2 separate regions of the Gossypium hirsutum genome follow, and region 2 is linked to region 1. The links are chromatin contacts, called in public Hi-C maps. All regions are on one chromosome and are shown on one strand. The core of a region is the stretch at or near the end of the contact, and the rest is flanking DNA. Distances in the headings are between cores, read along the strand shown. Region 1 has its middle 3.6 kb from the start of LOC107919549. Region 2 holds the start of LOC107920542 (pentatricopeptide repeat-containing protein MRL1, chloroplastic).

Region 1 (3,424 bases), core at 404-2,903:
CCCCATCATTGCTGGTAATCCCAAATATTTCTCGGGATTATTTGTAATTCAAACGCCAAAGATTCTCTCCACTTTCTCCCTATTGCTAAAACTTGTATTTTTGCTGAAGTAAATTAGGGTTTTATCAAAATTAATAACTTGGCACGATATATTTTCATAATCAGTTACCACAATATAATCAGTTACCACAGTTTTTATCGCTCTTGCACCTTCCTCTGTCGCTTCTCCAAACAGTATGCTATCATCCGCAAAAAATAAATGCGTGATTGCCAAACTACTTCTTCCTATCTTGGCTCCTTTAATAAAATCTGCACTTTTTTCCCTTGTGATCAGATTGGAGAAACCTTGTGCACATATAATAAATAGGGGATCCCCTGTCTTAATCCCTGACTAGGTTTAAATTCTTTTCCTTGTACCCCATTCAAAACCACTGAGTATGTCACTGTCGAAACACTTCATAATTAAAGTAATCCAACAATCACAGAAGCCCATTTTTTCCATAATTTTTTCAATGAAATTCCATTCAACCCTGTCGTACGCCTTACTCGTATCGATTTTTAAGGCAAATGATTCTGTCAATCCTTCCTTTTTCTTTTTGAACGAATGTAGAATTTCATATGTCACAAGAATATTGTCTGTGATCTATCTTCCTGAAATGAAGGCGCCTTGCTACTCATCAATACATGTATTCAGTACCTTCCTAAATCTATTGACCAATATCTTTGATATTATTTTGTAGAGCACATTACACAAACTGATCCGTCTGAATTGATTCATGTTGCTTGGTGAGTTTGTTTTGGGGATTAAAATAATATTTGTTCTATTAATTTCTTGCAGATCTTTCCTTTTAGCATATCTAAACAATAGTTGCAAATATCGTCCCCTATAATATATTTTTTTATAAAAAAAAAGCAGGAAAGCCATCTTTATGCTTTTAGCGGTGACATTGATTTCACAGCTTCAACAACTTCTTCATTTTGAAAATCCGCCATTAAATCTTCATTCAAAAAATCCGATATGCAAGGTTGACTACTTTCGAATATCCTATCACCTTCGCCTACTGCCTTAGATGTGAAAAGATCTTGAAAAAAAATGAGAAGCAATGTTAATAAGTTCAGATTCTTCATCCACCCATCTCCCATTAACGTCGTTAAGGCCTCTAATTGTGTTTTTCTACTTTCGCCCGTTTGCAGCCTTATGAAAAAAAGAAGTAATCTGATCGCCCAATTTAAGCCAATTGACTCTAATTGTGTTTTTAAAATCCGTGATTTGTGCTAAGACTTCATAGGTGGGATCATCTTCGTACAGCTCCAATTTAGAGAATAACCCTTGTTTTCTTCCTTCTCTCCATGCCTTGTTCTTGCTAGCCCATCTACTTAAATTAGTCCCAGGCATAGATAATTTCTCAGGAACGTCTCCCATACAGGCCTTCCAACCCTCAATCACTTGTTCTTCAAAATTTTCATCCAATACCCAATTAGCATTGAATCTGAAATAAAACGGTCTGGCAAGATTTCGTTCTTCAACTTTTCCTGTTGTATTAAGCATAATTGGACAATGATCAGAAAAACTATGTGGCCTATGCTCAATCGAGTATCCTGGAAAATGGTCCCACCATCCAGTATTTGCCACTCCCCTGTTGAGTCTCTCTCTAATGTTATTACTTGGTAGCCTTCCTCTTTTCCAAATAAACCACTGTTCTGAAAAACCTAAATCGCTTAAATCACATTCTCGTAAAACCTCTCGAAAAGCGCTCATTTGTCTTTTATCTCATACACGTCCCCCTTTCTTTTTCAAATGAAAACATTATCTCATTAAAATATCCCATCATGACCCATGGTGAATCATATTCCTTTTCAAGATGTCTTTTTAAATTTCATAAATCTTTTCTCAATCCTTCCACATGTACTCCATAAAAGCCAGTAAATCTCCATATTTTCTCTTCCAATTCTTTAAAGTTATGTGCACCTCCTCCTTCTAACCTAACAATAAGCCTCCTTTTGAACCATTTGCTCCTATATTAATTCCATTTCTAAAACCATAGTTTTTCCTTATTCTTTCCATTTTTCTTGTGTTTACTTTTGTTTCAATAAAAAACAAAATTTGGGGCCTATTTTGTCTCAGACTATGTTTGAGACGATGGATTACTCGTAATTACCCCAACCCGCAAACATTCCAACTTAGGATTTTCATTGCGGCCTTACTAGCAGCCGGCTCTAATTCATTATCTTTGTTGGAACTCACCAATTCATATGAGTTGATTTCTTCTTGACCTTCACAATGTAATCTTTGTCTTTTTTGGCATTCCCTTATCGCAAGCGGTCTGTCCTCTTCTTCTTGCACTACTTCTTTGCCTTTGATAGACACTCTTTCATTAATTAATGAATTAAAGAATTTTGCCCTAGATTGAACATTCCCCTTTCCAGTCATTCTATGATTTCCCAACTTGCTACCCCTGTTTTCCCATGGAGATTCATTTGATTGATTTCCCCTGTGTTGTTTGCAATTTGTTCTTTCCTCTACTTTGACCCCCTCTCTTGGTTCCTTTCGTAGCCATGGGCTTGTCATTTGCATCACTCTCTTTGATTGCGCCCTTAGCGAACTATCCCACCCGAACTCCACATTCTATTCTTCCATTGTTAATCGAACCGGGCAGAAGCCTTCCCTGTGCCCTAATCTTCCACAAAGGAAATAAAACATTGTAATTTTCTCATATTGAAATTGTGCGTAAACTGAATTATTCTTGTCAAAAATAACTTTTTTTCTTTCGTTTTAGGGGAACACGAACATTAAATTTCACTCTAATACGCATGAATTCCCCCCCTCTAGTAATCAAATTCGTATCATATTCTAAAAATTGACTGATTAAGTTCCTGAATTGATTTGTCATTCCTTCAGTCAAGAACCCTAATGGTAGGTTATGAACTTGCCCCCAAAAGATAGCATGGTTCAATGGAATTTGTAATGGATCCTCCCCCCTCTCCATCTTATTAAAAATAATTAGGTGCCTATTGAAAAACCAAGGCATTCCTTCCACCTCCCTTTGAAAATCAATCTGATTGTAAAACCAAAATAAAATCCTCTTTTCTCCAATGTCTGTAATTGAGATCCCTCTTAATGGTGCCACAAACTTTTCTCCAATTTCTCAAGGATGGGAAGTGCACCACGCTTTCAGTAAAAACTCGACCTACCAAACACCAACTGTAATCTTCAATTAGATATTCGTCTTCTTCTGCAAAACGGACTGGAACCTCTTCGTCGTCATCGATGTTGAGGCTTCCAAAATTTTCTTCCATATAAATTTACCTTTAAAATCACGAGATCACCAATTGAGACTGTCGCCGATAATGGTCAAGATCAAAAGAAAAACAAAAAATTCGAAGAAAGTTGAAGGAAAGACAAGACGTGCTATCGCAGCAGACTA
Region 2 (3,424 bases), core at 630-3,129, 520 kb after region 1:
CTACCCCTTCCCAAGTCTTTTCTTTTGTGAGAAAAGCCCCCTTGGAAATTTGCCTGAGTTACTTTTCCTTCAACCATATCTGGATAAGAAGTGCCCTTTAAACAATGTTAGTAACCAGAGAAGTCAAAAAGCAGGACTAACTGCTGAAATATGGATTAAAATAAAGAAAAGAGAGATGTTAATGCTAACTACAACATACATTAAAATGGGATCATAATGACAGATGTCTTTTTTTGGCATAACCTGCTGTTTGGAGAGAATTCTTCGCTGATAATGCATCTTTGTTTAGTTCACTGTTCAGCTTCAGCTTCAGTGAAGAAAACTTATTGCTATTTGAAGAGAGAAAATGAGAAGACACTGGTTTTAGAGTCAAGTTTGATGAAGATTTTGCCCCCAAGTGATCAGCCTCGTAGAAGGTGTGAAGCTCTTCTCTGCCGGATTCTCTGAATATGTCATAATTTCTAACTTTATCTTCTCCGATAAGGACAACAGCATCTTCTACTAGTACAGAAGAAGCACTAGACTTGGGTTCCACAGCTAGTCTAGGGTAATCAGCTTCAAATTCATTTACTCGTTCTTCCAAATGAAGTCCTGACCTTTGTGTTGCAAAGGTAAATGGCTGTCCTGCTCCTGATTCAAGCAGCACAGTAGGTTGAAGAGGTAGAACAGTAGTTCCAGATTCTTCAAGAACATCAGAATCATTAGCATTAAATGCAAGAAAATCAGCACCATTCGACTCTGATGCCTTAGTCAACATGGAATCACCATTCACCACAGCAGTTTCTTGCAAAAGCACCTCTTTACTTTCAGAAGCATCATTCACTTCCTTCATGTGCTCTGTCAAACCGCCATTTTCTTTTGCAAAAGTATCCCTTTGAAGATCCCCCGTTTCCAAAATCTGATGGTCAGCAGTCTGGATCACCACATCTTTTCCTTGTCGTTGTTGACGTAAGGCAGAACGTGACGAACCAGATACCTGTGCATGGGCATCATAATCGAAAAAGTTAGTCACGTCTAAAAAAACTCAACTAAATCCAAAGGCAACCCAAATTTCAGAATTTAGAGAATCCTAATATAGAAAGGAAAATCATCAGAATTACCATGAAATAAACAGTGCACCCAAGTTAGTTCTGCAACAATTATAATATAAGCATCAAGGCATATTAATTTATGATCAAAAACGTCTTCTGAATGTTTAAACCAACTTTCTCATTTTTAGCTGTGCATTCTCAAAAACTTCTTCTGAATGTTTAAACCAACTTTCTCATTTTTAGCTGCGCATTCACAACTCAAAATTTTCAAGCCTTCTCGGATAGTTCTTTCCATAATAACCATAATCCCAAGTCCCAACACTTGAATAATGAAAACCAGCTACTGAAAGAAGAACACAATTCAGCAGAACTTTAGCTAAACCAGACTTCAATTCAATCAGTTAAGTAAACTCACCTTTTTTGAAGTCTGACTCTTTCTAAAAAATTGATTATAGAAAGCAAGAGATAAAGCAGATAAAGCGGTTACACCGATGACAACGAAAACCAAATTGGAGTCGATAGAAGCTCTGGAAACAAAGCGGGGAGGTTGGAAGCGCAGAAAGGCCAAGTTTTTGCGTTTCTTTCGGAGGGAAGAAGCACCTCCGGGAGGCCAGAGGGAGTGAGTGAAACCAAGGAATTGTCGGCTGATTAGAGGACGGGTAGTGGAAGAGGAGAATGGGTAAGAAGGTAGGAAATTTGGGGTTTGGAATTTTGGAGACAAGAAGATTAAGTTGGAATCCATTGAAAGAAGCTCAAAGAAAAGAAAAGAGAGGATAGGGTGGCAAAAGAGAGAGGAGAGGAGCTTATCGAGTTCAACGAAATGAACGATGTTCTGTTTCAGTAGTTATTAGTGATCCACTACCGGATATTGTTGCTGACGTAGCAAAAAATGCCTCTCCTTTCTTTTCTTCAATTAAAATGTTATTTTGCAAAGGAAAAGAGAAAAACTAAAAAAGGTTAATTTCCAAGGTCAAATTCTGCTACTCACAGTTTTTATTCTTCAATTAGATAAATTTTAGTTATTTTATTTTGATTAATTTTAGTTTCTGTGGTTTTTTGAATTAATTATTTTTAATTTATGTATTTTGAAATTTTGAAATTTTAATACAGACTTAAATGATAGTAATCAAATTTATTTGGTTAAATTTTGTTATCAGTGATATACTATGTTTAAAGTTGGTTCATTTTCTTCAATTAAATCATTCTTAGTCTCTATATTTTTTGAATTTAAAAATTTTAATTTTAATACAAAAGATAACCTTTAATATATTAACTTACTTTCTATAAGCAATGTGTGAAAATAATAAACTGAAAAATAAATGTAACAAAACTTAATAAATTTAATAATTATTGTTGAAGTTTTGAAGCAATAAGAATGAAGTGCATAATATGCCATTATTTGTGATGCACATGTTGAGTTACTTCTATTCTTGTGAGGGAAGAATGTTGGAGACATTTATTATATTTTTGGCTTTGAGAATATGCCTAATTTTTTTACATAGAGTTATTGAGGTTATTACTTGCAAGATTGTTAATATAAATCTGCTTTTGCTGAATTATTATTATTAATTTTTAAAGTTTAAAGGAATTATCAATGTGTTAATCGTTAACGTATCATAATATTTTATTATTATTGATATTAAAATCTTTGTTGTGTTGATAGAGTTTGTCATTCACTATCTACGATGAGTGTTTTCTATTTTTTTCTCTCTGAATCGTATGGTTCATTCATTGAATTGAGAATAATTGACTTGAAATGTATATGAAAGTATGGACTAAATTAAGCTTGCCTGCTCCATATAATGAAATTATTTTAAACTTAATTCAAGTATTTATTGGGTGATATTTGACAAATTTAAGGGGCTAAATTATCAATAAATGCCAAAAATTTTTAAAATTTATCAGATTATGTCTTATTTTGGAAGAATTACAAGAATAGGCTAATTTTACGAAACGCTTTTAGCTGGAAGCTTTTTAGGTGAAATTCAGAAAAACGAGTCCAAGTGGAAATGTTGTCAAGTGATTTGCAAAAAACGCTTTCAACTAGAAGCGCTTTCTACCATATCAGCACTAAAAGTGAAAGCACCAATTTTTTTATTGGACTTTTTTTATAACGATAATATTTGTACAATAGTTTATAGTGTTTTATTTTGTTAGAATTTAATGTTATATAAAATTGCCTTTAATTTTTAAAAATTGAGCGTAGTCTTTTATTAGTTGAAAGAGTAAGCAATTTCACATTGCTTAGGAATAAGCTGTAAATGGATTATAAATTTATATATACCCATATCTCACATCGTTTAAAAAAAGGTAAATGAGACTTGGGGTCTATATAAAGATTTGTTTTGTAAGTTTTATTTTTACATTAATAGGTGGTACTAAAAAATTAAAAA

Evidence for each region. Hi-C and Micro-C count contacts between places; a contact is called where the count stands out from the background.
Region 2: a Hi-C map of leaf shows a contact between it and region 1, with 1.8 times the contacts expected there. The contact joins the promoter of LOC107920542 here to the enhancer-like site in region 1. A contact is called at or near these places in 3 of 34 Hi-C or Micro-C datasets (hypocotyl and leaf).

The regions. Positions count from the first base shown.
Region 1 is chrD13:24,560,313-24,563,736 of Gossypium_hirsutum_v2.1, forward strand. No RefSeq gene overlaps it. Among protein-coding and RNA genes, the nearest start is that of LOC107919549, 3.6 kb to the left of the region's middle. Within about 2 kb of position 1,654, at least 3 of the 9 cell types and tissues checked have an H3K27ac peak or open chromatin away from gene starts, as enhancers often do. A contact at or near this core is called in leaf, where this site is marked.
Region 2 is chrD13:25,080,788-25,084,211 of Gossypium_hirsutum_v2.1, forward strand. LOC107920542 (pentatricopeptide repeat-containing protein MRL1, chloroplastic) reads right to left here and starts at 1,880. Exons shown (of 19, transcript XM_016850295.2): 1 at 1,447-1,880; 2 at 244-976; 3 at 1-79. The coding sequence starts at 1,773.